Regions from separate parts of the Mus musculus genome. Here all the other regions are linked to region 2. Evidence: chromatin contacts called from public HiChIP or PLAC-seq, Micro-C and promoter capture Hi-C data. All regions are on one chromosome and are shown on one strand. Each heading gives the region's core, a stretch centred on a gene start, on an enhancer-like site or on the middle of the called end of the contact. The rest is flanking DNA. Distances are from core to core; before and after follow the strand shown.

Evidence for each region. Promoter capture Hi-C pulls out the DNA fragments that hold promoters and counts their contacts. A called contact is a pair of places that touch in the nucleus more often than the background predicts. HiChIP or PLAC-seq counts read pairs in DNA pulled down with a chosen protein or histone mark.
Region 1: a promoter capture Hi-C map of stem cell-derived epiblast-like cells shows a contact between it and region 2, with 2.8 times the contacts expected there. The contact joins the promoter of Fam181a here to the promoter of Unc79 in region 2. A contact is called at or near these places in 3 of 39 promoter capture datasets (embryonic stem cells, neural stem cells and stem cell-derived epiblast-like cells), 8 of 484 Hi-C or Micro-C datasets (all in embryonic stem cells) and 1 of 9 other capture datasets (pancreatic islet).
Region 3: a Micro-C map of granulosa cells shows a contact between it and region 2, with 2.2 times the contacts expected there. The contact joins the promoter of Chga here to the promoter of Unc79 in region 2. A contact is called at or near these places in 2 of 39 promoter capture datasets (both in liver) and 2 of 484 Hi-C or Micro-C datasets (embryonic stem cells and granulosa cells).
Region 4: a contact with region 2 is called in an H3K4me3 HiChIP or PLAC-seq map of embryonic stem cells, with 2.2 times the contacts expected there. The contact joins the promoter of Prima1 here to the promoter of Unc79 in region 2. A contact is called at or near these places in 2 of 484 Hi-C or Micro-C datasets (both in embryonic stem cells) and 1 of 115 datasets of contacts at active chromatin or transcription factors (embryonic stem cells).

Annotation. Positions count from the first base shown.
Region 1 is chr12:103,313,680-103,316,585 of GRCm38.p6, reverse strand. Fam181a (family with sequence similarity 181, member A) reads right to left here and starts at 1,627. Exons shown (of 2, transcript NM_001195726.1): 1 at 1,516-1,627; 2 at 1-814. The coding sequence starts at 748. It overlaps Gm29508 (predicted gene 29508), which reads left to right and starts at 1,817. Exons shown (of 3, transcript NR_136894.1): 1 at 1,817-2,071.
Region 2 is chr12:102,947,300-102,950,124 of GRCm38.p6, reverse strand. It overlaps Unc79 (unc-79 homolog), which reads right to left and starts at 1,266. Exons shown (of 49, transcript NM_001081017.2): 1 at 550-1,266. The coding sequence starts at 571.
Region 3 is chr12:102,553,467-102,556,271 of GRCm38.p6, reverse strand. Chga (chromogranin A) reads right to left here and starts at 1,331. Exons shown (of 8, transcript NM_007693.2): 1 at 1,102-1,331; 2 at 341-387. The coding sequence starts at 1,147.
Region 4 is chr12:103,240,855-103,243,554 of GRCm38.p6, reverse strand. It overlaps Prima1 (proline rich membrane anchor 1), which reads left to right and starts at 1,409. Exons shown (of 5, transcript NM_133364.2): 1 at 1,409-1,480; 2 at 2,093-2,215. The coding sequence starts at 2,123.

The sequences.
Region 1 (2,906 bases), core at 378-2,877, 370 kb before region 2:
CAGGCGAGGCCAGGCTTCTCCTCCACAGGCCCAGACTGGGTACTGGGCCCTGAGGCAGGACCCCTGGGAGACCCGGGAAGATGGGCTGTCCATGGGACTGGAAAGGGCAGTAGCTCCAAGCATCCAGGCTGCCTACCAAGGATACCCCAGACATCTTGAGTGGTTCCGTGTCAGCTAGTACCCTTGGGGACATGGGCAGTGGAGCAGTCTCGGGCCCCAGGGACTCCAGACCCTTGCAGTTTTTCTTATTCTCATACAAAGATGCCTCCCTGGGGGCCAGGCCCACCTCCAGCCCCATTGGGTAGCTGAGAGTGGGCCTTGGCTCCTCCCAGAACGAGGCGGGCAGCTGTCTCTTCCTCATGGGAACCTGGCCGGGTCTAGCAGCCTCTGGATTCAGCCCCCGGAAGCCCTGATCCTTAGAAAGGCATTCCTCCCTAAAGGGGGTCCCCAGGGCCTTTTCTGTGCAGCTCCCACCCCCACCGGGGCTGGATTGGGGACAGGGATGGAGGGGTGGCCGTCCAGGCCTCTCTTCAGGTCCCCTCTGCAGGTGGGGCTCTGCCACCCTGCCAGGCAGGCCCCTAGGGAGCCGCGAGTACTTCTGAGAGAAGCGCTTGAGTTGCTTCTGCAGGTACTTGCGATGGTCCACAGAGCGGCGGCAGGGTGCGGACTTGTCCAGGGCCGCCTTGATGTCACTGGACGCCAGGTTGACAAAATTCAGAAGCATCTTCACGTCACTGTCAGCTGCCATCACCACGAGAACTGTGCAGGGCTTTCCATGAAGAGCATGGGCTCTGGAGGAGCGCACAGGGCAGACCTAGGGAACACAATGAATGCAATAGGCAGCAGGAGTCTCTCCAGGGCAGTTACGCCTTCCCCAGGGCCACCAGGACCCAATGCACACATCCTCCATTCTTCTGTCCCAAACAGAATCCACAATGGGGCTGGTGAGTCGTTATTCAGCACCTTTTGACTATCTGAGATGAGACAGGTGTCAACTATCTCATTCAGTCTTCTGGGGCCTGTTGCCCTCTTCTGGAAGTCAAGGCTCAGAAACTGCAAACACCTTGCTCAAAGCCACCCAGCTACAAGTGGCATTGCTGGGGCTACATTCCCAGTTGGTCGCATCTCCCACACATCGTGAAGGCCAGCGCGCACGACTCACCATTCAAGTTTTTATTTTCAAAGCCAAAGAAATCCTCTAAAGAAGGCCAAGCCCCCTTCCCCCTCCTTGGTGGTGGCCTTCCCCTCCCACCACCCCGCCCCCTCCGCAGTCCCCACGCTCCACCCCCAACTCTCACACAGGGCCAGGCAGGATCTCTGTCTAGCACTTAATCTAGACCTGCCTTCAAGGCTCATCCCTGCCGGCCGCAGGGACTCCCCTGTAGAAGCATCTGCAGCAATTTCATGCCTCCTCGGCCACCACCCACAGTACTGTGCCCCTCCCCCAAGGCTCTAGTCCGCTCACGCCCTGCCCTCCACCCAGCCAGGCCAAACCACTTGGGACTCCGTACTGACCGAAGGTGAAGGCCAGGGCCCCCCGCCAACGTGGCCGGCAGGTTCCCCACCGTAGACCCCCGCAAGCCTGACGAGCTGGCGTGCAGTGAGCTCCGTGCAGGCTGAGAAGCAGTTGTGCACAGCCCTTGAGTGGGCTGAATGGAGGACAAGTCCGGAGCTGGGGGGCCCTCAGGCCAATCAGGAGCGCCTCTCCAGATACAAAGCATCCCAATCAGGCGGCGGAGCCCCGGTCCCACATTCTTTGCCGTCACAAATTGTCACCATGGGGACCATCACAAAAAAAGACAGCTCCCAAATGCAATCATTTCCCGGTAAATTTCTACCCTTCAGCCCCACTTTTCTCCAGTCTCCATACCCACTCCTCCCCTTGACCTCAGTAACCTGGTTTCTTGAGGTGTGTGTGTGTGTGTGTGTGTGTGTGTGTGTGTGTGTGTGTGCGCGCAAAAAGTATTCAGGATCAAGGAGGGCTGGGCACAGTGAGACAGGCACCCAACCTTCCCCAGATACTTCAGGTCTCCAGCTGCCATGCTCCAGTGCAGACAGACAATCGGATGGGGTAAGCCGGAGTGGGCTGCTTTTCCTCTGCCCTTGAGTGTTGAGTGTGCATTCTCTGACTCTGTCTCTGGCCTCGTGTCTCTCACCTCTTTCAACCGTCCTTCCTGAAGGGTCCCCCTGGGATGGATTTGAGAGGTGCACTGATGTGGGGAAAGGTAGCCCTGGCGGGCTGGCTGAGGGGTGCTGGGATATCCATGGGAAGGGAGCCGAGGCTCTCAGGAATCTTGTCTTTATGTTTGCTTCCTCAATTGAGCTGCACAAAGCCTGAATTGCCCATTCAGTGCGGCCGGACAAAAGGGTGGCGTTGCACGGTCCCCTTGCGTTTGTAGTCAAACAGTTAGGGACTTAAATCGAGTCGTCATGATGGAGAAAGAGGTGGACAAAGCCCATAGAATTGCCATCAGCAAACATTTTCCTGTGTCATATTAGCTAGTCTCCATGGCTCCCCCTGGCCCAGGGACAATGGCACAAGTTTGCACACTTGGCTACTGTCACCGTGCCAACGCCGGCAGGGCTGCAAGCAGGGCCGCTCAGTTGGAGCAAGTGAGGGAGCCCAGGCTGCCGTGGCCCTGCCCATCAAATGCCCAGAAAGAAGGTGAGGCTGAGAGCAGCCCGGTGAAGGAGAACTGTCTGGGAAGTGCTCCCGGGCAGGGTCTCCATGCTAGCCAGCTCAGTGGACCCCCGCAGGTCCACTTTCCTCCCCTTTCCCTGTCTTTCTGTCATCTTCTTCTGTCTCCGACTGCATAGTGGCCCACAGCTTCATACCACAGGCATGGTTGCATACCCTGACTTAGGAGTGGCACCAAGAGACATCTGCTGTAGGGATGAGGCACCTG
Region 2 (2,825 bases), core at 17-2,516:
TTTCTTTATACTGAATGCAGAATTCAGCCTGCTCTCTGTTCCCTCCCCCCTCTCTCCCTTCTTGCCTCTTCCACCCGAAGTGGAAACTGCAGACTCAAACTCCCCGATGGCTCCAGCACCAGGAACTGGGCATGCTCAGAAGGCCAGGCAGGCTTTGGTTGCAACTGACAGTTCCCCGCCCCTGATTTGCCGCTGCCCCCCTTCCCCCACTCCAACAAGAGATACCGAAATGTTTATCTGAAAGATACGAGGCCTCTTTTTCCCGAGATTGACCCCATTTTAATTTCGTCTCGCGGGGTCTTCGGTCTGGAGAACCCCACTGCTAGCCCCAGTAGACTGCATTATTTTTCAGCACCGGGGACAGCGCCGCGCTGCCTCCGCCGTCCACCCTCCCCCACCTCCTTCCACCCCCCACCCGCCACCCGCCCCAACCTCAGCCCCCACCCCCGCACCAGCACAATGCCAAGGTCTCCCAGCAGCCGCAAACGCCGCAGCTGCGATAGCTCCCAGCCGGAGGCCGGGCCGAACGCCGGGCCGGCTGCTACTTACACTGCTCCGCTTTGGTGGACATGGTGCTGTCCAGATGGAAAGGCTTTGCCCCAAAATCTGTGTCGTGTGAGCTCCCTCGCTCCGCCAGCGATGTTGCGAGGAAAAGAGCGCATACCCCCCACCCCCCACCCCCTCGCTTTCCCCCTCCCTTAGGCCCGTGTCGCTACCATTCGGACAAAACGCACATCAAATTGCAGAATTCGGTCCCGGAAGGTTAGGAAATCGCCCCCGGAGAAATGGGTGGGATTTAATGGGCGGCCAAAGGCTTCCTGTCCGTCCCCTCCTGGAGCTGCCCGCGTGGATGTGGGCGGGGAGACCGAAAGGAGAGAGCGAGCTGCGGCTCCTGGTGAAATGGGAAAATGGGCTCGACCGGGGGAGGAGTATTTCCATTCATAAGGCGCACGGAGGGGCCGGGTGTTTCCCAGAGAAAAGCCTCTTAAAGTGCCGGAGTCCCCGACCATTTGGATCTCCCCATTGGCGTTCTCCAGGCCCGTAGATCCTGCGAGCGAAGCAGCCCCCGGCGCCTCGACGCGGTGACCGGAGAGGAGCACAGGTGCGTCCCACGCGCGTCTCAGCCTCCGGGAGGAAGGGCAGGGAGGCGGATCCGGGGCGGGCTGCACACAGCCGGGCCGGAGGGCGACGACAGTGCTCCAGAGGACTGCGAGGAAGGAAATGGAGAAGTAACCCTCTGCATGGCTTCCCGGCGTGCTGCGCTCCGTGCCCTCTGCCTCCCCTGGCGGATGGGCTCTCCTGCTGCTGAGCAGCGATGGGAGGTCCCAAAGCCAGGGGGCTGTGAGAAGACTTGAGGGGGTGTGGGTTGGAGCTAGGGAAAGGAGGAGATTTCCATAGATGGTAAAGGTGGAAGGTCCACAGAAAAGGAAGAGGAGAAACTGGAGACAGAAAGAACCCAGGTGTGCTCCTCGCAAGCAGTCCAGGCTGGGCGCCTGGGAGAAGCCCCTCTCTCTGCTGGGAAGCAGAAACCAATGGAAAAGGGGAGCGATCAAAAGGGCAACATGCATATTAATAGGAAGACTCCTGGAGAGTCCACCTCAAAGTAGAAAAGCACTAGAAGCCTGGGTTTAGGAGAACCAGATCCCAGACTCTGTTCCATTGCTTGCTATCCGTAAGCCTATGGTTCTTCATCATCTGTAAAATGGGAACAATAAAATCCGCCCTGCCGCCCGGAATCAATGGGCAGTGGAATAATACAACGGAAACAGAAAGACTAACTGCCAGTCATTAGAACCAGTCTTCACTCAAATCGTTCATTTGGAAAACTGGGCGGGGTGCGGGGGTGGGGGTGGGGGACAACAAGCATAGCAAACTGGTTTAGCAAAAGCAATAGGAACTGTAAGTTGATGAGCTATTTTTAATATGAAGAAAATCAATGTTCTTCCATCTCAGGAAGAATGATATGTAGGTTAAGGAAATACTAGTAAATTCCCTGAGAAAAGTACTAATTATCCAGATCTTTGACTATTAAAAACAAAACACTGGGAACAATTATCAAGGTATTCCAAGTGGCCTAGAAAACAGACGTCTAGGGAGCTGTCCGTGGTGCAAGTACTGTGGAGCTGTTTGACTGCGAACAAGGGGAAGGGATTTGGCGCCTGAGGATGCCCCTCCGACTGCATTCTTGGTAGGTAGCTTGAGGTACCTGCCCAGAGACCATCGCGCTCTACCACTGCTTACTCCCCAGACCACAGCCCCGTCTCAGGGAAAGACAAATGATTCTTTGAAGAACGACGGCGAACAGTTCATCTTGAGTAAATAAAATCAAAATACATGGAAGTGGTTCTGAACAAAATATGAATATAATGAACATTTCTGAGAAAATGACAAGCGTTTTGTGTGATTAGAGGAAAGCTCAAGGATTTATTCCAAAATTTCTGGGAAGCTGGAGGCATTAATAAAGAAAACAGTAATTGAAATTTGAAAGAAAAAAAAAGTAGCTTGGACAAACACAGAACAAAGGAAGAAATACGTCTTGGAAATAATTCCCCCACCCCCTGCCTGATGTTGCTGCTGTTTGTCACTGAACATCTATCTCTACATTGAGAACCAGCTGCTGCTGAGGTCGTGCCCACCCGGGGGAATCCCGATCTGGGTTTCAGACCTGCCTCTTGTGCTCTTACGACCTTTCACTTTCTTATGCTTTGATTTTTCTCATCAAAACAAAACAAAACAAAAAAAAAAAACAGTATGGTGATAGTCCTATCAAAAGTTGTTGTCAAGATTACATGAGTATACTCATGAGAGTCCGGAGCTTCCAAGCA
Region 3 (2,805 bases), core at 82-2,581, 390 kb after region 2:
GAGGGTAGGAGAAGAGGAATGACAAAGAGAGGTGACAGCCAGGCAGGTCTGTGCACCTAGGGCAGGAGAAGCTATGGTCATGGCTCAGACCAGTGTCCCTGGTCCCAGGACTCATCGGGTGAGACATGGGCCCCTTGGGAAGTCACTGTAGCTGGGCAGCAACAAAAGCAAGAGATCTTTGATGTCTTCTTGTGCAAGCTGTCCCCTGTGCAGGCTCAGCCGCTGCAGTGCTGCCTTTTGGCTCTATGCCAGACTCTTTCCTGCAGCTGCCCAAGGATTGGCCCTGAGGAGTCCACAGGGAACCCTTCCTCTCCCAGGGTACCCCAACATTCCTTCTTACCTTGGTGTCCCCTTTTGTCATGGGGCTGTTCACAGGAAGGGCAAAAACTGGAGAGAGAGAGAGAGAGAGAGAGAGAGAGCGAGAGAGAGAGCACTTGAGATTGCTAATTGGGGCTATCTCTCTGCAACGAGGGAACCCCAGTCCTTCCCTGCGGGAGGCTCAAGGGACCCACCAACCAACACACCCTCAAAACCCAAATAAGTTAGCAGCACTGATTCTGCTATCCCCCCCTCCATGCTGCACCCCCGGGGGGGGGCTGGGCTCAGAGGCTGCACTGAAGAGCCTCAACCCTTCCCCATGGGAATACAGAGCTGAAATCAAGTTCAATGAAAACAAGCCCAGGCCCAGCCATGTAGTGGGACTGAGATAGGAACAGAGGCAGGCAAGGGGAGAAACCCCAGACGTGGCGGGAAAGAGCAGGGGTGAGGGAAGAGATCAAGGACAGGCTGGAGGGTGGAAGGACAGGAGAGGGGTTGAGAAGCCCGCGCCAGTCCCCTATCTCCCCCCAGTGACCTTGGTCGGCGTGGAGCCAGAGCACCAGTGGGTGGTGTGCGGACATGGGTGGGGATGGTCTGCCCAGTGGGGTTGGGTCAGGCTTTATAGTTTCTTCGGGTGTGGTGGGCGACCATAGCCAACATTATGGGTCTTGCGCCTGGACTCAAGCAGGAGACCTGGTGCTGTCCGAGGTGCTGAATCCTCCGGCTCCTCTAGGGACCTGGGGCAAGAGAGGGGATCGTGCTGCCCAGCCCGGAGCCGCTCACCTTGCCCGGCGCACAGCAGAAGCGCCAGAACCGCGGTGGAGCGCATAGCGAGCCGGACGGTGCGGAAAGAGTGGACGAGCTGCTGCAGGAGGATGGCGGGAGTGGGTCTGTAGTCTGGCTACCAAAGCTCTGCACCAGCGGGAACACTGCAGTAGCGGTGGTGGTAACAGCGGTGATGGTGGCGGTGGCGGCGGCAGCAGCAGCAATGCTATGCCGGCTTTTATATACACGCACACGCACGCACACGCGCGCACACACCCAGGAAATTACGTCATAGGACCGCCCCCCCGCGCCCTTTCCCCACCTTCGGGGTCCCGCCCCCCACCTCCAGCTTCTCCATCAGCTGTCTCTATCCCGCTTGTATCTGGTGGCTGTAAAGGGTACCCGGCTTCAGAAGGTGGCACAGCTGAAACTCCACCTGCCAACTTGCTGTGCGTCCGTGGGCAAGTCACTCCTGTCTCTGAGCCTCGGATTCCTCCCCTATTTACCTCTCCAGACTGCTGAGTTTTCCTATACTTCGCGTACTTTTCTCTTGATTTCACTTGGCTGGAGGCACGCCCATCTTTAAGAACTCCCTGGAACATCCAGCGGGTCCCACAGAAGCCTCTTGAACCCCTTGCCTGAGCGAGGCCTCTCCTGAAACTCAGTTGTGTGCCTCGCATTCTGTGTGTATTTAATTGTTATTTGATAGGGGATAGTGGTCACTGCTTCCTCAGTGCCGAGAGCCCTGCGCTGACAACCAGTGGCTTCACACACGTTCAGTGTGTGGACTGAAGGTCCAACCCACACATGGGTGGGTCCTAGGCTCACAGCTCTCAAGGGGCAAGTAAGGCAGGTAGCAGTGTGAGGCAGTTCTCACCATTAAACTAAAACAGAAGTGGTCAGTCCTAGTCCAGCACCCCAGGGACACCTCTGCCTTCAACAGCCCAGCCTTGTCTCTTAAATGTACTTAAAACCTGGATAATTTGGGTGCAACCCTGCTTCCTGGTTGGTTTCCTTCTGCCCCGCCCACCGCAGTTCTGCTCTCACCCTGGGCAGACCACATGGGAAGCCCCGTGCAGCCTGGGCCTAGGGCCACAGTGAACCTGGTATCTGGATGACAGTTTGGCACTGACTGGCATCCTTCAGAGCCCCTCCTTTCTGTCCGCACCTGTTTCCGCTCTTTCCTGCTTCCTGCCCACACCTCTGCCTACTCATGCCCCTAAATGAGAACCGGCTTCGCGTGTATTCATTCAACAACCATGTGTTAAGCATCGACGTGGGCTTAGAACCACTCAGCTGTGCTGGGTGCCAAAGACGCAGCTGTAAACAAAACAGCAAACCCAACCCTTATAGAATTCCCTTTCCAGAGAAAGAAACAAGATGTACACTGTGCTGGGTAGTGGCCATGCTACGAGCATAAAGCAGAGAAGCGGGCGGAGTTCTAGTGAGGGACAGGAATACATTGAAGAGGCTGGTTCTGAGGAGGCCTTACCAGGAGGTGGCATTTAAAGTGAGCCAGAACCTGTGTAGAGGGGGAGCTCTCTCTCCAGGGGAGGGAGCAGCCAGCCAAACGCCCCCTAAGGGAGAAGGTGTCTGGTCCATTCTAAGGAACAGCAAGCAGGTGGGTCATACAAGGCTTTCAGAGATGAATAGCACACATCTCATCTCAATCTTGAGAAATATAGGAGATCCCTCACAGTGGCTCCACCCAGGGACAAGGGC
Region 4 (2,700 bases), core at 160-2,659, 290 kb before region 2:
TGCAGGAGAATTGGTCTGAAACCTGCTTTGCAAAGCACTTTGTACTTTTGTGAGTTTACCTGGAGTGACTTGGGGACAGCCAAGGGGAACTAAGTAACTTTCTTAACCAGTGGGCTGTGGTATCTACCCTCGGTTATAAGCCTCCGGTTCTCTTACCTAACCCCAGGCAGAATTGCCCAGCTCTTTGCGACTTTGACTGGAATGGTCACACCCCCACCTCCAGGGAACATCAATCAGAGCATTTAATAAAGCGCTATCACCAGATGAGCAGGGCGCCTGCGTGGCGCCTGGGAAGGCTCCTGTAGGAAGGAGCAGCATGCAGCTTGTTTGAACGAGATGCAACCAGCTCCTTCCTGAAGAACCGACTTGTTGATAATCTTGCATCAAACAGGAGTTTGTGGATAGTGGAGGAAAAGTCCTGGGGAGAAGGCTTTCCCTGAAATGTCACAACTCCCCCTAAGACACAGCGGAGTTAATAGAGAGGTCCCGAGGTCATGATTGCCAAATGGAGGGAGGTCAGGCACATTGCTTTGGAGGGCTAGCCAGCACCATCCTAGCTCAGCACACACAGGGGAAAGGGGGCGCCGCTATGATAGTGTACAGACGGGGTCCCCACTAGTCAGACCTTACTACCACCTTCCCGCAGCCTGGGGGATGAACTTGAGGGAAGGGCAAGCAGAAGCAGGTTGCCACTGTCACTGGGAGTCCTCGGCCTCTAGGGTGAATAAATAAATTATTAAGCGCCCAATACACAATAGCCTCGCTAGATGGAGACGAGGAATCACTGCAGCGGCGCTGGCGGCCGCGGCAGCGGGGAGCGCGGGCGGGAGTGCAGCCCGGGAGGGAGGCGGGCGAGGCTCTGGCTCCGCTCACGTCTGTTTTCCTTTTTCGTGCATTATTTATTTCGCCTCCGCCCGCGGCCCTGCTGCCGGAGCGGGTGCTCCGGGCCGGCGCCTCTCGCCCGCTGCCTCCCGCGGGCCCCGGGCACCCTGCGCCCCGGGCAGCCGCTCGGCGCCACCAGGAAGGGCGGGGACCGGGGCGGCGCAGGGACCCGTGGCTGGGCTGAAGGAGGACTCCTGCGGCCCGCTCGCGGAGGACCCGAGGACACTTTCCCCACCCTCTGCCTGGGCTGCCCGACCTCGGAAGTGGCCGCCTTTCCCGGCCCGCGCGCGGCCAAGCGGAGCCTGGAGCTCCGTGCGAGTGCGCCGCGCCCCGGTCTCCCAGATCAGCTGCCCTGGAGGCCCAAGCAGCGCGCAAACTTTTGCTCCAGCGCCCCGCGCTCGTCCTCTGCAAGTGAAGCCCCCGAGCGCGCGCGCAGCCGCCAGGGTGAGCTTAGAGGCCCCGCCTAGAGGGCGGGGGACTGGGGAGGCGGCTGGCTTTAAATGGGGGCCGTCCGGCTGCTGAGAGCAGAGCTGCTGTGGGGGCAACCCTGACCTCCCTTCTCCGTGTCGACGATCGGTGGGGGTCGCCACCAGGCAAGGTGGCGTGAGGCATCGGAGGGGTGCGGGCGGTGATGGGGGCGTGCAGGAAAACCTACGCCTGCCCGGGAACAGGAGCTGGGGTTTGGGCGGCAAATGGGGGCACGTACGGAGGTGCCTATGAGACAGTGTGCGCACTGAAGTCCCTGGGGCAGAAAGACTACATGCAGCGAGTGATTTGGTGGTACTGTGCAAGCAGAGTCAAGTGTGCGGACGGGAGTCGGTGGCGGTGCATGGGGGTCACAGTGCGTGCGCGCGCAGAGTGAGTGATTCACTCTGGGTTTGAAGCGTACTCCTAGTCAGAGTTGTGCATGGCCGTTTCTGGGTTTGTATGAGGTTCAATAAGTGTGTTTGGATGTTTCTGGGGGTGTGCACGGGATCAAGGTGTGCATGCGGTATTCTGAAGGGGAGGGGGTGTGCTCCAGGATAGGTAGGTGTGAGTTCTGGGAAGCACCGAGAGTCAGCAAGTGTGTGCGCACTGGAAGGAAGATGAAGACTTGCTTTGCGCAGGTGCCCCAAAGTGCGGGGCAAGTGAGTCCTCATCGAGTTGGTTCTTGAATTGGTGCTATGGTTTATGCAGTGTCCACCTGACTCAAGCCTTGCTCCCTTGACAGTTAGCTCACCAGTGGGCGCCGCAGGCCGAGATGCTACTCCGGGACCTGGTGCTGCGCCATGGCTGCTGCTGGCCCTCACTTCTGCTGCACTGTGCGCTGCACCCACTCTGGGGTTTAGTTCAGGTGAGAAGCGGGCAGAGGCCTCCTGGGAAGGGGGTAGGGTCACTTCAGAGCTCCCCCTACAGCCACCTACTGAGTGGTCTTGGGGATACTTGGGGAGGAAGAAAAACTGGTCAAGTATAACATGCTCTGACCCTGAAAAAAAATAAGAAACTTTGCAAAGAGTCTCAGTTGTGGCCTAAGGCCTGCAGTACTGAATGAACGTGATATAGGAAGGTGCTAAGACCTCATAGTGAACTCTACTGCAGCTTTTATGGAAAGAAACAAACTTATAAACAAACAAACAACAATACCAAAAAAAACCCAACCCCCCCCCAAAAAAAAAATCCCACAGTGGTGCCTTGTTTCCTACCAGATTCGACCCCTAAACTTCAAATTAGCCTTCCAACTAACTGTCTCCAACCTGGGGTAAGGGCTGTGTTTCTTCTAAGTGGTGGCTGGGGAGGTGGATGGTGACCCACGATTCATGCAAAACACAGTCTGTCAAG